Linked DNA regions of Mus musculus: all the other regions are linked to region 5. The links are chromatin contacts, called in public capture Hi-C, promoter capture Hi-C and targeted proximity ligation maps. All regions are on one chromosome and are shown on one strand. The core of a region is the stretch at or near the end of the contact, and the rest is flanking DNA. Distances in the headings are between cores, read along the strand shown. Region 1 holds the start of Lipo3 (lipase, member O3). Region 2 has its middle 110 kb from the start of Mir3970. Region 3 has its middle 110 kb from the start of A1cf. Region 4 has its middle 66 kb from the start of Gm29998. Region 5 holds the start of Atad1 (ATPase family, AAA domain containing 1). Region 6 has its middle 8.9 kb from the start of Asah2.

Region 1 (2,700 bases), core at 35-2,534, 880 kb before region 5:
TTAAGTTAATTTTATATTCAGCCACTTTGGTCAAGTTGTTTATCAGCTGGAGGAGTTCTTTGGTCGAACTTTGAGCTTTGTAATGTTTGACTTTTTTAGTGGACAAATGTTAAAGTTTATTGCAAATGCAACCACTGAATACAGTCATACAAATTTTACAGGGAATAGAAGAGAATAAGAATTACAATGCCGTTGATAGTCCAGAAGGCCTAAGTAATTTACATTGCTGATAGTGAGTATGGTATCTTGGTATCATAAAGCTTTTTCATTTCAATATATCATTATTATATTCATAATTATTGTATCTAGTCCTTAAGCCATGACTTTCCATTGAAATTTAACCTCTATTTCACAAACTATTTTCTACTAAAAGATTTATTTTTTCTTTACTAAATTGAAGTCCTGATATTAAGTAATTCAGTAAAACTCAGAAACAAACAAAGATCAAAACAAGTCTCACTCTAGAACAGGGAATAATATCACTTGGCTCTATCTCTTTCATGTTGGAGTTATTAATTTGACTTGAAAATGTGTGATTTTTAAAACATTGTAGATTTAATAGCACTGTAATCAATATCTCTATAGCCAGTAGTAAGGAGACTGAAAACATTTCATGTTTATTATCAGAGTATGTGCTTTGAAAAATATGCAGTTTAGAAGATTTAAGCACACGTGGTAGTTTTAATAAGAATGACATCTTTAAGATCATATAGTTGAATGCTTAATCACTAGGGAGTACAATTGGCAATTGGTTCTAATACTTTGTCTTAATTCTCTCCCAAAAGCAGCACTTTATGACACTGAGAGTCACTGCCTCCAGCTGGCTTTAATTGGTAAGAAAGAGTTGCTATATAGACAATAGCTGGGAAGGGAGATAGAGGCTGAACTTTTAGGTTTGCAGGTTTTTTAATGGTTCCTATTTTTCATTTTTTTTTTTTTTTAACTTCTTAGGACAAAGTTGATGACAGGGCAATGGTCATGGCAGATTCCATTTCACAGAATATTCCTTCGTTCATAGTGATCCCATTTTGACACAGAAGTTGGTATTTGTGGACATGGTAAGTGAGACAAAATTTTCTGGTGAACCAAGTACCTGCATTCTTCACAACTTTGGAAAGGAGGTATTATTTTCCACATTTTGCGGTCACTGAGGAGCCAATGTCAGGAAGGACACATAATTTGTAGTCTCTCAGGCTGTATAACAACGACAGAAATGTCTCTCTGATTTCAAAACCCTCTGTCACCTGAAGTGGCCTATAAAACCCCAAAAGAAATCCAGCTGCGGCTTTGCTGCTGACTCCTCTCACTCACTTCAGTCATCCTCAAGAGGCCAACTGGCGGTGACTTCCTGATTTATCCTCCAGGGGACGATGGGATTGGGGCTCGCCCAGTAAGTAAGCTGCTCGGTGGAGGCCTGGGCAGAACGTCCCCTGGGCCTCAGTCACCCCTGCGGGGTTCTCCGCGCTCTCAGGAGCAGACGTCCCGCGCAGGGCACCGCCCTGCCTGACCCAGGCGGGGACACAGTGGTAGAGTGGGACGGCGAGGCTCCGCGCCTCTGTCAGCGGCCTAGCTGAAGGCCCGCCGCCATGTCCCGGGTACTGGTTGTGGGCGCCGGGCTAACCGGAAGTCTGTGTGCCGCGCTGCTGAGGAAGGAAACAACCGCCCCCCTGTACCTCGGCCTGTGAGACAAGGGTGGGGACACAGGTGAGTTGTTAGGACAACCAGAGGGTGACAGGCCTCTCCTTGGTGAAGTAGGCGGGCCACCCAGTCGCTCTGAGAGAAAAGCCCAGTCAGTGGGGGCTTCTCCGGGGAGGACCGCCTCTGCGCGCTCTCCTTGTGAGAGCTGTCACGTGACTGGAGGCTGCTGCTCCGGGGAGGCGGCTTCTGGTGCAGAGAGGACTGGACCCGGAGCCCTGCCCAGGGAGGCTTGTGCCTGGCAAGCATCAGCCCATGGGAGCCCTGTGGGCTAAGCTGCTCTGTACCATCGAAGCTTTCTCCAGGATGCAGATCCCCAAATCCACCTGGACTAAGACTTTCTAGTCATCTAGAATAAGAGGCCTTCTTGTACATCCTGACTGAATAACCTTTTATATTCATTGTGGCGTTCCATCCATTTAGTTTTAGTCATTCATTACTTCGTTCATTTTTTCAGATTAACACAATATGTACTAATGACTAATTGTAAAGCAATGCTGTATTATTCATGAGTTTCTTCAAATTAAAAACAAAAGCAAAAACAGGACCAAATACCCGGGACAATGAGCGATATAAAGTCTTTAGCTACTTTAATGAGTTTAATGTTTTTGGACAAAGACAATAATAAATAAAGCAACCAAGCTAGGGTGAGTTGTATAATTTCAAGAAGTTCATTTATGGCTGACAGTTGCTTATGAATGACTAGTGCCAACAGTCCTCATGGTCCCAAATGCACAGTTAACTGGTAGCTCAGTACATCACCTGCTCTCATTATGTCAAAGAGCACCAAAAGTAAGTTAGTCACCACAAGTTTTAGTAGATACATATATGGTGTAAAATGACACAAATCATCCATTGTAAAACATTTTAAACTTTGCCTCTTATGACAATGACATGTTTATATTGTCCTTATGAAAGTTGGATGAGATTGTATATGGAACAAGAAAAAGGGAGCCCAATAACATGTAGTTAGTTGCTGATGTGGAAGATGGCATGTAGTAATGA
Region 2 (2,700 bases), core at 39-2,538, 550 kb before region 5:
TTTCCATGTAGTAAATTTAGAATTTGAATGAGTCCACTGTAAGAGAATTTCCAACTCTGACATGTCCTGATTTCATACATGCTTCAAGAAATATCAGTACTATGTATATAAATCTCCTTGCATTTTTATTTTTATTTTGTATTTGCTTGGTTAGTGTTTTATTTTGAGACAAGGTCTCACTGTGTAGCCCTGGCTAGCATGGAGCTCACCAGATAGGCCAGGCTGACATGGAACTCACAGAGATCCACTGAGGGCTGGACTAAAGGCATGTGCCATCAACCTTTGTTCAGCCAGAAGTTGACCCTAACTGTGCACACACCTTTCTTAAAGTCTTTGTTGTTTAAATGGGTCTAGAAACCATCTGAACTCACAAAAATATTTTTGCCATCTATAAATCATGAGGACAGATAATCTTTTTTATTAGTTTCAGAATCAAAAACTGCTCTGAGAAAAACCTAAATACATAAATAGGCTTTGTACTGCTTGGTAATCACCTGCAACTGTGGAGCCTATAATTACAGCAGTAACTAGGAGCTTAAGTTAAGTGGCAGCAGTGACACCCAGAGAGCCTTTAGCTCCACTTTGCTCCTGGCTCTACAGGCAATCAGGCTGTGAGATTCATTGACAGGAACCATGGCAACAGTAACTACCTATTTGTTTTATGTTTGAAAGACTTTGAAGTTGGGCGTTGTTTCTTTCATGTTAAAATGGCTTTGATATGCAAGAAAGTGAAAATAAAATAAACCACAGCAAGGAGAAAAACTACCGTGTTGACAGAGTATATGTTGGATTGATCTATCTTTATCAATATTAGCTCACTAATGAGAATAGAGTCTCCCAGTGATCGGACAAAAAATTGTTATAACTTACAAAAAAAGAAAGAATTTATTATGAGAATATGACTATGTGTATCACTGCTCCCAGGAGTGCACAAAAGGAGACTCAAGGATGGATTTCAGAATGGGTAGAAACTGAGGGACCTATGATTACCTGCCAACCCCACAGTGTTCTAGGGAGGAGACAAAGATGGGATCTGTCCATTTCTACTTCTGAGCTACAAAACATACAGTCTTAACTGTCAGATCCAAAGGAATCGTGAATCTCCCAAGCCCCCAAAGGCAGTCCAAATATCCAGAAATGAGCTCAATCAAAACTATAGGAGGAATTCTGATAGATAAAGGCCAACATTCCTCAGGAACCTCTGAAGTTGTTCACCCTCTACCAAAAGGAGTCACCTCTTACCTCTAGCAAAAGGGAGTGTGGCTACCTATGGTGTCTATTAGCATATCAAAGCTCATGTGGGCCTCCAGGCTCCAGCAGGATCACAAATTACACCTTTCAAAGTCTGTGTTAGCATCCTAGCTTACTCACATTCTCCCCACTCTACCTCCCTCCAGCTTACCGGGTTCCCTCCCCACAGCTACACTTTATCCTTATAAGCTGCTATTTTCACTATGATCTGTCTATGCTCTGCTCTTGCTTTTCTCACTATGGATTCTCTGTTCTCTATAGCTTGCTCTTCTTCCCTCTCTCACAGGCAGCCCTGGCCATGTCTAGTCTGCTGACCATGCTCAGTCTACTTCTTTTTGCCTCTTCTCTGAACTCTCCCAGCTGCCTCTAGCTGTTATCTCTCCCTTATCTACATTAAAAACCTTCCACCTAACCATACCAAGGAGCGGTCATGTCATGAGTCTATATGTTCACCACAATTTATCTTCTGCTATCAGTAATAAACAAATCCTCCTAGGGGGTATTTGAATGACAGAACAGATGTTAGGCTCCAGAATATTGACAAATGACCCATAAATAAGCTATGAGGTCATCATTAATTAGTAGCACACATTTCTATTTAAAATTATTTAAATAAGGAGCTGGAGAGATGGCTCAACAATTAAGACCCTTTGCTACAACCACAAAGGAGACCAAATTCACTTCTCATCACCCACATAAGGTGGCTCACCACTATCTGTACCTCCAGGCAACCTAATGCCCTCTTCTGGCCTCCATATCCACAGGCGTGAACATATATGCACATAAACATTTCAGAAGGCTTTCTCACACATCTTGTTGCTGAGACTGGACCTCAGGAGAATCTGTAACCACCAGGAATGATATTTTCATGATTGAATTGGACTTAATTATATCTTTTCTCAATCTCTGAAAGCCACAAGCAAGTTTACCTTTTATAACCTCATATCGACGTTAATGGGATGCTGTAGTAGATATAAGTTTTATTAGAAAGTAGGGTGTGGGAATAAGTGGAATGCCTTTTAATGGTCTCCATGACAGTCTAGATCTGGTAATCCTTCACAGAAAACTTCTCCACTGGGTGTCTGAGTTGTGTTTCCATATAAAATGCAAATATTAGTAACAATAACCATAGTCATTCTTATTATAAAATAAATGTCTAGGTTTAAATAAATTATTTTCAGCTATAAATTTAGCTTAGCTTGATGCCTTTCTGTTTTGAGCTTTAAAATCAATCTCTTATTGCTTTTTTCTACATCAAAATGTTAATGAAAATTTGGAGAGACAGGCAAGACATTACAACCTCCCTCATGCAGATCGATGCTTTGTCATGCTGGTCACAGAAGGACAGCTAACAGTAGTCTCACCCAGATCCTTGTTATAAAGGAGAACACTTAAATATCTTACTGAAAGCAAGTGTTTTCTCAGACAGGACCTAATATGCAATTCTTA
Region 3 (2,700 bases), core at 185-2,684, 740 kb after region 5:
CTCACAAACTATTATAATTCAAATACTATAGGTAAAATATTTAGAACACAGAGTAAAGAATGGGTATTAAAAGCAGCAAGAAAGAAAGGTCAAGTCACTTATAAGGATAGGTCCACCTTCTACCATGCCTGGTAGTGAGAGCATCCAGACTGGGGGGCTGTGTATATGGTGGTAGGCTTTCCTCCATCTGAGAGCCTGGGTCAGATCAATCAGTTCTGTTCTATGGGCTTGAGCCAGGGAGTTCTCACACCAGAGAAAGCCATTGTTAATACAGGGAAGCAGAACTGACAAACACACAGAAACACACACACACACACACACACACACACACACACACACAGAGAGAGAGAGAGAGAGAGAGAGAGAGAGAGAGAGAGAATAAAGACAACCAGGGGTGGCCATGTTTATAACCTGAACAGACAGAAGGATCCAGAGACATCTTAGTTCCTGGACACTGGATCAGCAGCCAAGTCTGACCTCTCCTTTATGTCCAAACAGAAGGCATCTTAACCAGACTTACCCTTGGAGGTGACAGACCAGGCAACTTTCTAATTTGTTTCCTTTGGAATGGAGGTGTCATTTCAAAGGTGCCTTTGAAGCATTAGGCAGCAATTGACCCTAGAAGTTCCCTGATCACCATACTCTTCCTTGCTCCAATGGCCTCTGAGAACCCCAATATCTTGAGGTCTAGAGCTTGGGACTTCAATGCGACCCCCAGAATTCTTCTTTTCTCATTTGTGAGTGTTTAAGCACAAAAGCCATGCTCTGCATTGACATACTTCAGTTAACAAAAACAGGCAGAAGCAGCACTGTAGAAGCTACAGAGCAAGGTTAGTACATTTTGAGGCTTTCCCAGAACTATGAACATATATGGATTGTTTTTTGGTTTTAGTTTTGGCATGTGGCACTGTCTATGTGCTGAGTTTTATGGCCTGAATGGTGCTTCCATCATGGAATCAGTTGTGCTAAGGTCTGGGCCTCTGTTCCATTTCGAGATGCCCAGTGCTCCCTATTGCTTCATGGTCTTGTCACTGGAGAGAAATTGGACATGTGCATATTTCACAAGGAAGGAAATAAGAACAGCCTGGTGCTTCAACTGCAGTGAAAATGACAGCGGTTGATTTAATTTCTCTGAATTTTATTTTATTCATTTTATACCGGAAATCATGGTTCCTTAAAACATTAACATTTTTGCTCATTGAGAAAAATTAAAATTTTTATTAACCACGAATTACTGTGCTGGTTAGTTTTTGCCCACTAGACACAAACTAGAGTCCCCTGGGAAGAGGGAGCCTCAGCTGAGGAATTGCCTCCCTTAGCCTGGCCTACAGGCTTGACTGATGATTGATGGAGCAGGGTCACTCTTGGCAGCAGCATCTCTGGGCAGGCAGATGTAAATTCTGTAAGAAAGCAGGTTGAGCAGGCAGAGGAAGGAATCCAGGAAGTAAAGCCTCCTCTCTCTGCTTCCTCCCTCTCCCCACTTCCTGTTCAAGGGTGAGCCAGATTAACCCTTTCCTCCCTCAGTCACTTTTTAGTGGCCATTTTATCACAACAGAAGCACTAACTAGACAATCACTTTCTAGTTCATTGAACTCGGGTTTTGAATAAAAGTAAGAAAAAATTATCTGCTTTTCAGTTCTAAAGAAATTTAGAAAATTTCTCCTTTCCCCAGTACCTATAGGGTTTCATTGTTTGCTTTCAGAAATCAGTGATGGACTGTAGCCTGGGGTTGCTAGCTAAACTAAACACTCCCTCCTAGAAGTTGCTTTTCTGTCAGGATATTTTATCATGGTAACAGAAATGAACCTAGACCAATGAGATTGTTCTGTTTTGTGGTGTGTGCGCATGTGCACACATGCGTGCACATGTGTGCATGAGTGTGTATGTGTGTGTGTTTATAGTATTTGTTAATTATTGGTAACAATATTATATTCATTTTTACAGAGAGATTTACTGAATTTAAACCCCTGCTTCTTTGTCTATACTTTCTTAGATCTCAGGTGTGTTGCCTGATCTTGTTTTCTTGGAGTTCTGTTCTGAAACCATCTGGGTGTGGTGACTTCAATTTATTTCATTTCATTTCATTTCATTTCATTTCATTTCATTTCATTTCATTTCATTTTTCACTTCTGAGAAAGCTCTTCTGTGATTCTTCTCTATTTACCTATAGATATTTAGTATATATAGTATTTAGTCTCGCCATCTCTACTATTTGTGAAGAAATTATTTTCTAGACCATCTTATTTAAGTTGTCATTTTTGAATGGTAGGCTGTATACTGTATATTTTAGGTATTTTTCATTTTCTGTAGTTTGTAGATGATCTACATTTGTCATCCCCTCTGGGTGGCCTGCTCTTTCCACCAACCCCTTACCATTTAGCTAAGTGACCCCTGCTCAGAGAACCACCTCACCTAACATAGCTTCTTTTCCCTTTTTTCCATTTTTTTTTGTGCCAACTCTCTTCCTGGCAACTCACTCTCTTATAATGTAGACCTATGGAGTCCTCTCATATTTTGATTGGAAGCGTAACCTTTAATGGCTGAGCCATCTCTCCAGCCTGAGTCAGCTATGTGTTAGCCATTCTGGCCCCAGTGCCTAAATGTGATCTGATTGGTAGCATTTCTCTGTAATAACTATTAAAATGAATACAAACCCAAGTATCCCCTGCTGCAGACCCTCTGGGTCCCTTTGTCTGCGTG
Region 4 (2,700 bases), core at 81-2,580, 610 kb before region 5:
ATTAACTGATTAACCTCTCTCACTATTGACTGTTTACCGTATTTTAAAGTTGCAGAAATACCCAGTTAATCCCACAGTTATCAATTGTAATGACATTAGATTTACATATAATCACAGCTCAAAATCATGCTTGTGGCTTTAATAAGTGGTTACATTCTTTTATCAGTGGATTTAGTTTCCCAGCAGCTGATAATTTTGAACACTTGATGTGTGCTGCATTGAAATTAAATATTCATGATGATCTTTTGAAGTTTACATTGGAAAGTGCTTCAAAAACTATCAGTATATCAAATTATAATGTATTGCTTCTCTTTTAAGAAATGTGATAATAGTAATCTTTTGTGAATTTTGGTCTTTACAATTTCTTTGTGGTGCAGATGTTAGCAACATGGGACAGCTAAGAATTGCTTTCTGATAAAGATGTGCGAAATTGTCAGCCATGAATCATGAGCTTTGAATATGGAGAGAGTGCCTTGTACACCAGGATAATTTTCAATGACAGATGATTGTAAAAGGATAGGTATATGACTTTTATTAACATTAACCTACCTGAACACTGTCTTATGGATTGGTTTGCTGCTGATTAAACTCTTTTAGGGATGTCATTTGAGACTGTCTGTTTTGTATTTCCCAGTTGATTGTTTTAATTGCCAAGAACATTATTCAGAGAAAATTAATATAAAGATTGATATGTGAGTGAGTGAGTGAGTGAGTGAGAGAGAGAGAGAGAGAGAGAGAGAGAGGGTGTGTGTGTGTGTGTGTGTGTGTGTGTGTGTGTGTGTGTGTGGTGTACTTTGGGGTAAGTAGGACTACAGACTATTCATTCATATTTCATATTTCACCTCGAAGTACTTAAATTTGACTGATGGTTAACAGTAAACACATAATTATTATTTCATGCAACTTGGCCACTGGCAGTGATTTTCATGGTGGTAATTTAACAGCTGAGGATGAAAGTCAAGATTCATCATCAAGGATACAGAGCCTTAAAAGCATGTGGTTTGTGGTGCTATAAACTCTTTCTGTGTCTGCTGTGTAGTAAGGAAAAACCAGAAGTACAATTCCATTTTGTTCTGTTTTAAAGGAGTCCCTCTGTAGTCCAGACTGGCTTAGAACTCACTATGTAGCTCACATGGGCCTTAAACTTGGACAAATCTTTCTATTTAGCCTCCAGACTGTTGGGATTGAAGGTGTGAGCCACCACACCCAATTTTTCATACTTCTCATTTTTCTTTAAAATTTAGTTAAATATGATCATATCACACACACACACACACACCTTTCCTCCCTTCAGCCTCTCCCATACCAGTCCCTATTCTCTCTCAATTCATGGCCTTGTGTGGGTAAATATATAAATGCAACCTGCTGAGTTCAGTTAGTATTACTTGTGTATATGATTTCAGGAATGATTACTTGGTATTGGAAAGCCATTCAGCACTTATTCTTGGGGAAGACTAATTCTCCCGTCTCTCAGAAGTCTTGAGTTTTACTTTCGTTATTCATTTTTTTTTTTTTTGAGATCATAATTGCATCATCTCTCCCTCCCCTTTCCTTTTCCTCTCTGAAAATCCTCTCATTTACCCCTTCTTGCTCTCTTTCAAATTCATGGTCTTTTTTTTCCTATGTATATTTGAACATAATCATATATGTACATAAGCACATAACATTATACTGAGCAAGTTGTATTTACACTTTTAGGAATGCTGGTGACCAGCCCAGGATCATGGGGTTTTTTTTCACAGGAAAGGCAGCAATGGAGTATGTAGTCAGCTGTTAGGGCCAAAGCTGCATTATTTTTGGTGATTCTTCTGTCTATAACTCTTTTACTAACTCCTGCTGGCAATGGGCAGAGGATTAAGAAGGGGGAAAAAAAAAAAAAAGCTTAATTGCTAGGGTTCTTTTCTCTCTAGCTCAAGGACCTCTCTAGCTGACCAGGCTATAGGCTTAAAACTCATTAACTCTTGATGAACCAGGGAGAAAGGAAAAGAAAAGCAAAAAAAAAAAAAAATGAAAGAAAAGAGAAAATTCACGCATGCAGAAAACACTCACTCTGGATGAAGCTGAAGAAAATTGCACCTACATTTTATTGTTCATAGTTCTTGTACGTTGTCAAGATAAATGATCACTCGGTTTCCTAAACGTCTTCACTTTCTTACGTTCAAGACAATAGCTCATGACATAAAATGGCAAAGAATTACAGCAAAAATGTTTACATCTTTCCATTAAGACTAGTACCTGACTAAATATTCATTATCTAGCTCCTAGAGCCATAAGTTCATTATAAGTTTAAGGCAATAATTTTTATGTCATAAGTCAGCATGGTTTTGTCAATAGACAAAACATCTGCCTAATGTCTTATTATTTTGAGGTTTTATATTTATATATATACATATATATACAGAATATATATATATATGTATATATATATGTGTGTGTGTGTGTGTGTGTGTGTGTGTGTGAGTCAATATTTTATTATCTGTTCTTGCACTACACTAAATTGTCCATTCCCAGTTAATGACTTTTAGTTACCAGATAATGGTCTCACAGCTAACCTAGAAGGAACGTTTTTTTCCTGACTGTAAATTTATTCCAAGCCTGCTTTCTTATCCTAGTGCAAATAGACCATGATGCATGAAGTTTTCAGAGCCCTATTTGCAGCTTTTATAGGGCTTGAAGTTACTTGTATAAATTTATAAATTT
Region 5 (2,700 bases), core at 33-2,532:
TGAGGCATGTTACCTCCAGCACTGCGAAGCTACCAGGACAGCCATTGTTGGACCATTCAAGACTGTGCTGGGTAAACCAGTCTAAAATTAAAACAAAAAAACCAAACTCTTTTTAATATTGATTCATTCCATCTATTGTGTTCTTCTATCGAACTCCAGTAAAGTCCTTTAACAAGGAACTTTCCAGGCTCTGGCAGCACTTCTGGGCTGTGTCTCTCCACAGCTATTAACAACATCATTTACTAATATAACTGTCAGCAGAGGGAGGAAGCAGTGTGTTACTTATGTGGTCCAGGGTATAAAGCAATCCTCCTTGCATAGCCACCCCAAATGCTAGGAAAACAGGCATGTGACACCAATCCCAGCTTGGCTGTAGAATTCTTTAGCCTTAAAAGATAATCCTGAAAACAGAGCGAAACAAACTGCCTCCTCCAGGAATATAAAAAGGTCTTAAGAAGTCTGTCTTATTCCTTCATAGTCCCACTGCCTTTATTTGAAGTGATGATGCTCCTTTTGTTTATGGGCAGTGTGTCTACTTATTCTTGTTCCTTAGTAGTGTATATACATTCAGAAGGGGCTGGCTTTCAGATACGGTTCCTTGGAATCTTGGTGTCACGTCCCTCACTTCGCAAGAGGAAGGGGTTAAAAAAAAAAGTCATCAATATGCAAAACCTGTCACCAGATGCCCTATTCTGACCCAACTGCCAGACCTCCCTGGTCTGCCTGGCTGCTCAAGCGTTCAGTGGATTCTCAGGCGCCGCCTCCAGGTGTCATCAGTACAGAGATGGGGGAGGAGGGTGAGCTCACCCTAGAAACCGAAAGGCAGATGGTGAGGCCATGCGCGTCTGAGCAGCATCATGAGGACTTGCTGCGGGGATGGGGGGTGGTGGTGGTGGTGGAAGTTTATCAAACCAGGGAAGCATTTCTTTGCCTTCTGTAAAAGGCTCCTCTGTCAGGGTTGCGTACAGCTCCAGAGTAGCAAGGGATTTCATGTGTCAAGCGTCTTTCCCAATTCAGTTTCTGAGTCTCTCAAGTTGAACTCAGAGCCCTTTGGGGAGCACCCTGTTCATCCTATCTACCTTTCTGAATGTTATCGGCCCAGCGGGTACTAAGGTGTAGGTTGGGGAAAGTAGCTCGCCCCGCACTGCGTCGCCATGCCTTGGCTGGCACGCCACCGGCTCGGCAGGGATCGCGCATGCTCCGTGCGGTGGGGGGCGGGGCTCCAGCCCCCGGAAGCGTTCTCTCCCCGGCCGCGTTTCTTTCCTGTGCGAGGCCGGGCTACGGCTCTCCCATCGTCTCTGGTCCTGCCTCTGGGTGAGTAGCGGGTTCCCGCGGGGCCGGGCCAGGTGCGTCCCCCATCCCTCCCGGTCCCCCAGGGCCTGGCGCTCACCTGGGGAGACCAGCCCGGTAGTCACCTGCCTCCGCGTCGGTCACACTTGAGCGCCGCCCCGGATCCAGCGGATTAACCTCCAAGGGCGTCCGGGGCCTCGCCTTGGCGCCCGGCCGGGCGCGAGCCCTCAGGTCTCAGCGCTGGCGGGAGACTCCGGCTGCCCGCAAGGACATCTCTTGTAGGCGGCCTGGTCATTGGAGGATCGGGGGCGCTCAGGGCGACCTCAGGGCTAGGCTTGTAAGAAGGCGGCTGGAAGGAGCCGGTCCGCTCGTGCCGGCCCCTCTCCTCCTCCCTCTTTGTGCAAAGGCGGAGGTGTTTCTTCAGTGCTGGCCATGCTTTCCCAGAACATGCTGATGTTAATAATGACCTGCCCTCTCCGCGAAGCCTGGCAGGAATTCATTGTCACAGTCTGCGACTGTAGGGCCTTGATAGGCACAGAATTGCTGGGACTTTGAGTTGAGAGACCATTTGGAGCACACTGCAGTGACTTAGGGAATACTGCAGTAAAAACGTTAGTAGTTGCTCAGAGATAGGGTATCCACACTGAAACCAGAGCTAAACAGGAAAAGATTTAAAATGATATGCGTTTAAAGATAATTCTGAATTAACACCGGTCTAGTGGTGTTTCTTAGTGATATACAGCAATGTGTATATTTTGTTAAAATTAGCGTCTATGCAAAATTGAAATACATTCTCCACATTTGCAGCCAATTTGCAGATATATCAGTGCTTTATGAATGATAGATGGGTATGTACCTCATCTGTGGAGACTGTATAAAATATTTCCATTCACTGTCCACACAGCAGAACGTTTCCGTTTCATTTCAGGATTTCGAAGTCACTTTTGGATATGATGAGCAGTGGTCTTTTTTTTTTTTGTTTTGTTTTTGGTTTTGTTTTTTTGTTTTTTGAGATAAGTCTTCTCTGCGTAGCCCTGGCTGTCCTGGAACTCTGAAGACCAGGCTGGTCTCCAATTTGGAGATCTGCTTGCCTCTACGTCCCAGGTGCCAAGATTAAAGGTGTCAGCCACAGTTTTTGGAGTTCTTTATATATTCTGGATATTAATCCTCAGTCAGTCAGTTGACAAAGATATCCTCCCATTCTGTGGGCTACCTCTTCACTCAAATTTAGCTGCTGCTACCACCATCAACCTCTGCCTAGACCCAGAGTAGTCTTAAATCTGCCTAGAGTCAATGTTAATATTGGAATGGGAAGATATGTAAGCAAGAGATTTGTCTGTTGGTGGTGTTTTTTTTTTTTAAAGATTTATTATATTTAAGTACACTGTAGCTATCTTTAGACACACCAGA
Region 6 (2,781 bases), core at 71-2,570, 600 kb after region 5:
GTGGTTGAGACATGGTGGACAGGGGTGGGAGTGGTTGGGGGTAGGGATAGAAAGCATTCTTTCTTCAGAAGAGAAAATGTCAGTGTGTTCAGCACACACAGCCCCCACGTGCTGTGAACACTCGTCCAAGCCCAAAGCCAAACAAAAGTGAAAAGGAGACAAGGAGGTTTCTGAAGTATCACTTTCACACATGGCAAGAATAGAAAATTGAGCTTGCCATACGTCTGGGACAGCAAAACGATCGCCAAAATGCAAGTTGTTCAATGCTGAATCACCACTGAAAACCAGAAGAAATGGTGGATTGCCCCTGCCCTTAGAGACTCCATTACTTCTCTTAGACAAAAATGAGGAACTTTTCTGTACAAACTTTACCTCGTTCCATTTTGTTATGAGATATCTAAGTTTTATACTGAAAGCCTGTATACCCATATAGAGTCTCTACCATTATTTTATTCTACTTGGTTTCCACAGATCAATCATTTCTGTTTCTCTTTATCAATTAGACTAGATAAAGGTGCCGGTTTGCTTCTCCCTCAATGACAATAGGCATATCTGCCAGAGTCCAGCCCCAGCAGGGTTCAAAACACGAAGCAGGACATGTAGAATAGGCCAAAGGAGGCTTGGACCAAGAAGAGCCACTCACACACCCTAGCAGTGAGACCGCTCAGGCCGCCTTTATTTATAGACCTGCTTCTTCACAGCTGAAAACATTTTACATCCATTTTCCCATTTTCTTATGTACAGTCGCTTTTAAGAACTCCCTGTGCTTACCAATAACGTGCACACAATATTTTCCCCTTCCTTCTCTCCCCAGTCTCTGTGGTTTCCTGCTAACCATGAACTGTATCAAGAAAGAGGAAACATAGCTTCAGCAAGCAGTTAATAATATCTAACCCAGTACATAGGTAAATAACCAAGTGACCATGGTTGGTAGTAATTGTGGTTACAGTATACAGAGGTGATAGACGACATAGCCAGGAAATTCTGAGTTAATTATTGGCACCTAGCATCTCTCCATAGCCTCATCAGGAGATCTAATTCCTTTAAAGCTCAGCAAATTTGTAACTTGAGTCAGTTCCTCATTCTTGCCTGGCTCACCTCTGAATGTTCCCATTAAGTCTTGGAACCAACAACGCAGCAAGACCACCCTAACTTTTTGGTAATCACCTAACTGCTGTTTGAAATATGTTGGTGGGCAAATTGTTGTCAGAACTAAGTTCCCATCAGAAGAAAGAAAGCATCCAGATGTTAGCTGTTGTTCCCAGTCCAGGGCCTTGTGTTGACTCAACCTTACCTTCATGGTTGATCTGTTCCCCTCCCACAATCCTCAGAGAAAAACAAGAACAAGTCATAGTCCAAGCTTTCTTTTTCTGTTTCTGAGGAAACATCTGTAAAAGACAAAGTGAAAGTAAAGACTTCCCATAGCAAAGTCAAAAATGCAAACACAAGGCAAAAGTGAACCAAGCATTCCCCCCGGGAAAGGGGGGGGGGGTCTGCACGAATATTCCCACAGGTCCTTGTTACATGCGGACCTGACTCCTCAGGCCTTGCCATACAGAGAGCAGTCTGCATTCGACTCATGCACCGTTCCCAGCAGAGGCTAGGTCATCTCCACAGACTCCTCAACTAAAATTCAGAACTTGTTCATACGTTTATCTTTTGAGTTAAGACTTACTGGCTGTGTTGGTTCGTGTATTAAAGACACCTTACGGTGGGTGCCGAAATGTGTTCATATCTCACTAAGGAATGAAGACAAACTTCCTCCTGGAATACTTTGACCAAAAAGCCAGCTCAAAATCGAATTCTTCATTTTTCCTCCCTGTGTCTTCTGTCTGTCTGTAGATTGTTTCTGGCCTGTCTGTTGTCAGTTGTATGTGCCTGATCTGCTCCTATTGCCTTTCCATTCCATCCTATATCCCTACTTGGCCCTAACACAGGGCTTTCCTCTCCACTTCTTGAACAGCACAGAAAGCGTGTTATAGGAAAGGAACAAGGGATTGATTCCTCAGAGAAAGCTTTAGCAGAGTTATACTAGGGGAGAAGCTACCTCACTGACATAACTTTCCTGGAATAATACTCAAAGCTTCACAGATGTTATCAGCCGCATCTACATGTTGCTTCCAACATTTATGGGATATTTGTCCTGTTTATAGATGCTTTTTACACTGTTGGGCTCTTTGAGCAAAAGCTTACCACAACACACACACACACACACACACACACACACACACACACACAGACACACACACACACACACACACAGACACACATTATTCTACATTAGGGGCATGGAAAGAATACATAACTTAAAATTAAAGCTGTGCCTTTAGATTTTATTATGAAGGCTGATTGCCTGAGAAATCTAAGAGGTAGTAAGTATGTATGGAAGTAATAAGGTAAAACTTAAACGGGTCGCATACACAGCACAACCTCAGGCGAAGTACACGCATAGTCTTAAATGACCTTGAGGCATATGATTAACTTGGCTGCAAGGCTCTGGTAGTGATGCAGGGCTCTGTAGTGATATAGATAATAAAGCTTTTGTGTCTGGCTTTATAGGGAAATGTCTCAGCAAAGCCTTTGCTATGTTGGGTTGGGTAATCAGTAGAGGCTGAAAAATTGTTTTGAGACTGTTTGAACCTTAAAGAAGTGTTGTCTCCCTGGAAAATCTGCACTTGGTGCTACGGGAGAGCTTGCAGCTGCACCAGCCTTAGTCGTCCTGGCAAACCTGGAGTTCTTCCTTTTGGTTATGGCTAGCCACAGTCAGAAGGGACCAAGATC

Evidence for each region. Promoter capture Hi-C pulls out the DNA fragments that hold promoters and counts their contacts. Capture Hi-C pulls out chosen DNA fragments and counts their contacts.
Region 1: a capture Hi-C map of macrophages shows a contact between it and region 5, with 4 times the contacts expected there. A contact is called at or near these places in 1 of 130 datasets of targeted methods (large pre-B cells) and 1 of 9 other capture datasets (macrophages).
Region 2: a targeted proximity ligation map of epiblast stem cells shows a contact between it and region 5, with 14 times the contacts expected there. A contact is called at or near these places in 10 of 39 promoter capture datasets (the C10 cell line, the HPC-7 cell line, cranial neural crest and 7 more), 2 of 484 Hi-C or Micro-C datasets (CD4 T cells and bone marrow-derived macrophages), 38 of 130 datasets of targeted methods (the 230-238 cell line, DN3 thymocytes, the NIH/3T3 cell line and 24 more) and 1 of 9 other capture datasets (embryonic stem cells).
Region 3: a contact with region 5 is called in a targeted proximity ligation map of bone marrow-derived macrophages, with 6 times the contacts expected there. A contact is called at or near these places in 5 of 39 promoter capture datasets (the 3T3-L1 cell line, cranial neural crest, hippocampal neurons and 2 more), 5 of 484 Hi-C or Micro-C datasets (the Ba/F3 cell line, CD4 T cells and the G1E-ER4 cell line), 14 of 130 datasets of targeted methods (the NIH/3T3 cell line, T-cell acute lymphoblastic leukemia, astrocytes and 11 more) and 1 of 9 other capture datasets (embryonic stem cells).
Region 4: a contact with region 5 is called in a targeted proximity ligation map of the SCID.adh cell line, with 12 times the contacts expected there. A contact is called at or near these places in 7 of 39 promoter capture datasets (the C10 cell line, cranial neural crest, frontonasal cranial neural crest and 4 more), 1 of 484 Hi-C or Micro-C datasets (bone marrow-derived macrophages), 21 of 130 datasets of targeted methods (the 230-238 cell line, the NIH/3T3 cell line, the SCID.adh cell line and 16 more) and 1 of 9 other capture datasets (embryonic stem cells).
Region 6: a contact with region 5 is called in a promoter capture Hi-C map of pre-B cells, with 4 times the contacts expected there. A contact is called at or near these places in 2 of 39 promoter capture datasets (liver and pre-B cells) and 5 of 130 datasets of targeted methods (bone marrow-derived macrophages, embryonic hindbrain, embryonic stem cells and 2 more).

Annotation. Positions count from the first base shown.
Region 1 is chr19:33,588,895-33,591,594 of GRCm38.p6, reverse strand. It overlaps Lipo3 (lipase, member O3), which reads left to right and starts at 1,284. Exons shown (of 11, transcript NM_001013770.4): 1 at 1,284-1,704.
Region 2 is chr19:33,263,374-33,266,073 of GRCm38.p6, reverse strand. It overlaps the pseudogene Rnls. Among named protein-coding and RNA genes, the nearest start is that of Mir3970, 110 kb to the right of the region's middle.
Region 3 is chr19:31,974,800-31,977,499 of GRCm38.p6, reverse strand. No RefSeq gene overlaps it. Among named protein-coding and RNA genes, the nearest start is that of A1cf, 110 kb to the right of the region's middle.
Region 4 is chr19:33,324,276-33,326,975 of GRCm38.p6, reverse strand. It overlaps the pseudogene Rnls. Among named protein-coding and RNA genes, the nearest start is that of Gm29998, 66 kb to the left of the region's middle.
Region 5 is chr19:32,710,880-32,713,579 of GRCm38.p6, reverse strand. It overlaps Atad1 (ATPase family, AAA domain containing 1), which reads left to right and starts at 1,282. Exons shown (of 10, transcript NM_026487.3): 1 at 1,282-1,314.
Region 6 is chr19:32,110,605-32,113,385 of GRCm38.p6, reverse strand. No RefSeq gene overlaps it. Among named protein-coding and RNA genes, the nearest start is that of Asah2, 8.9 kb to the right of the region's middle.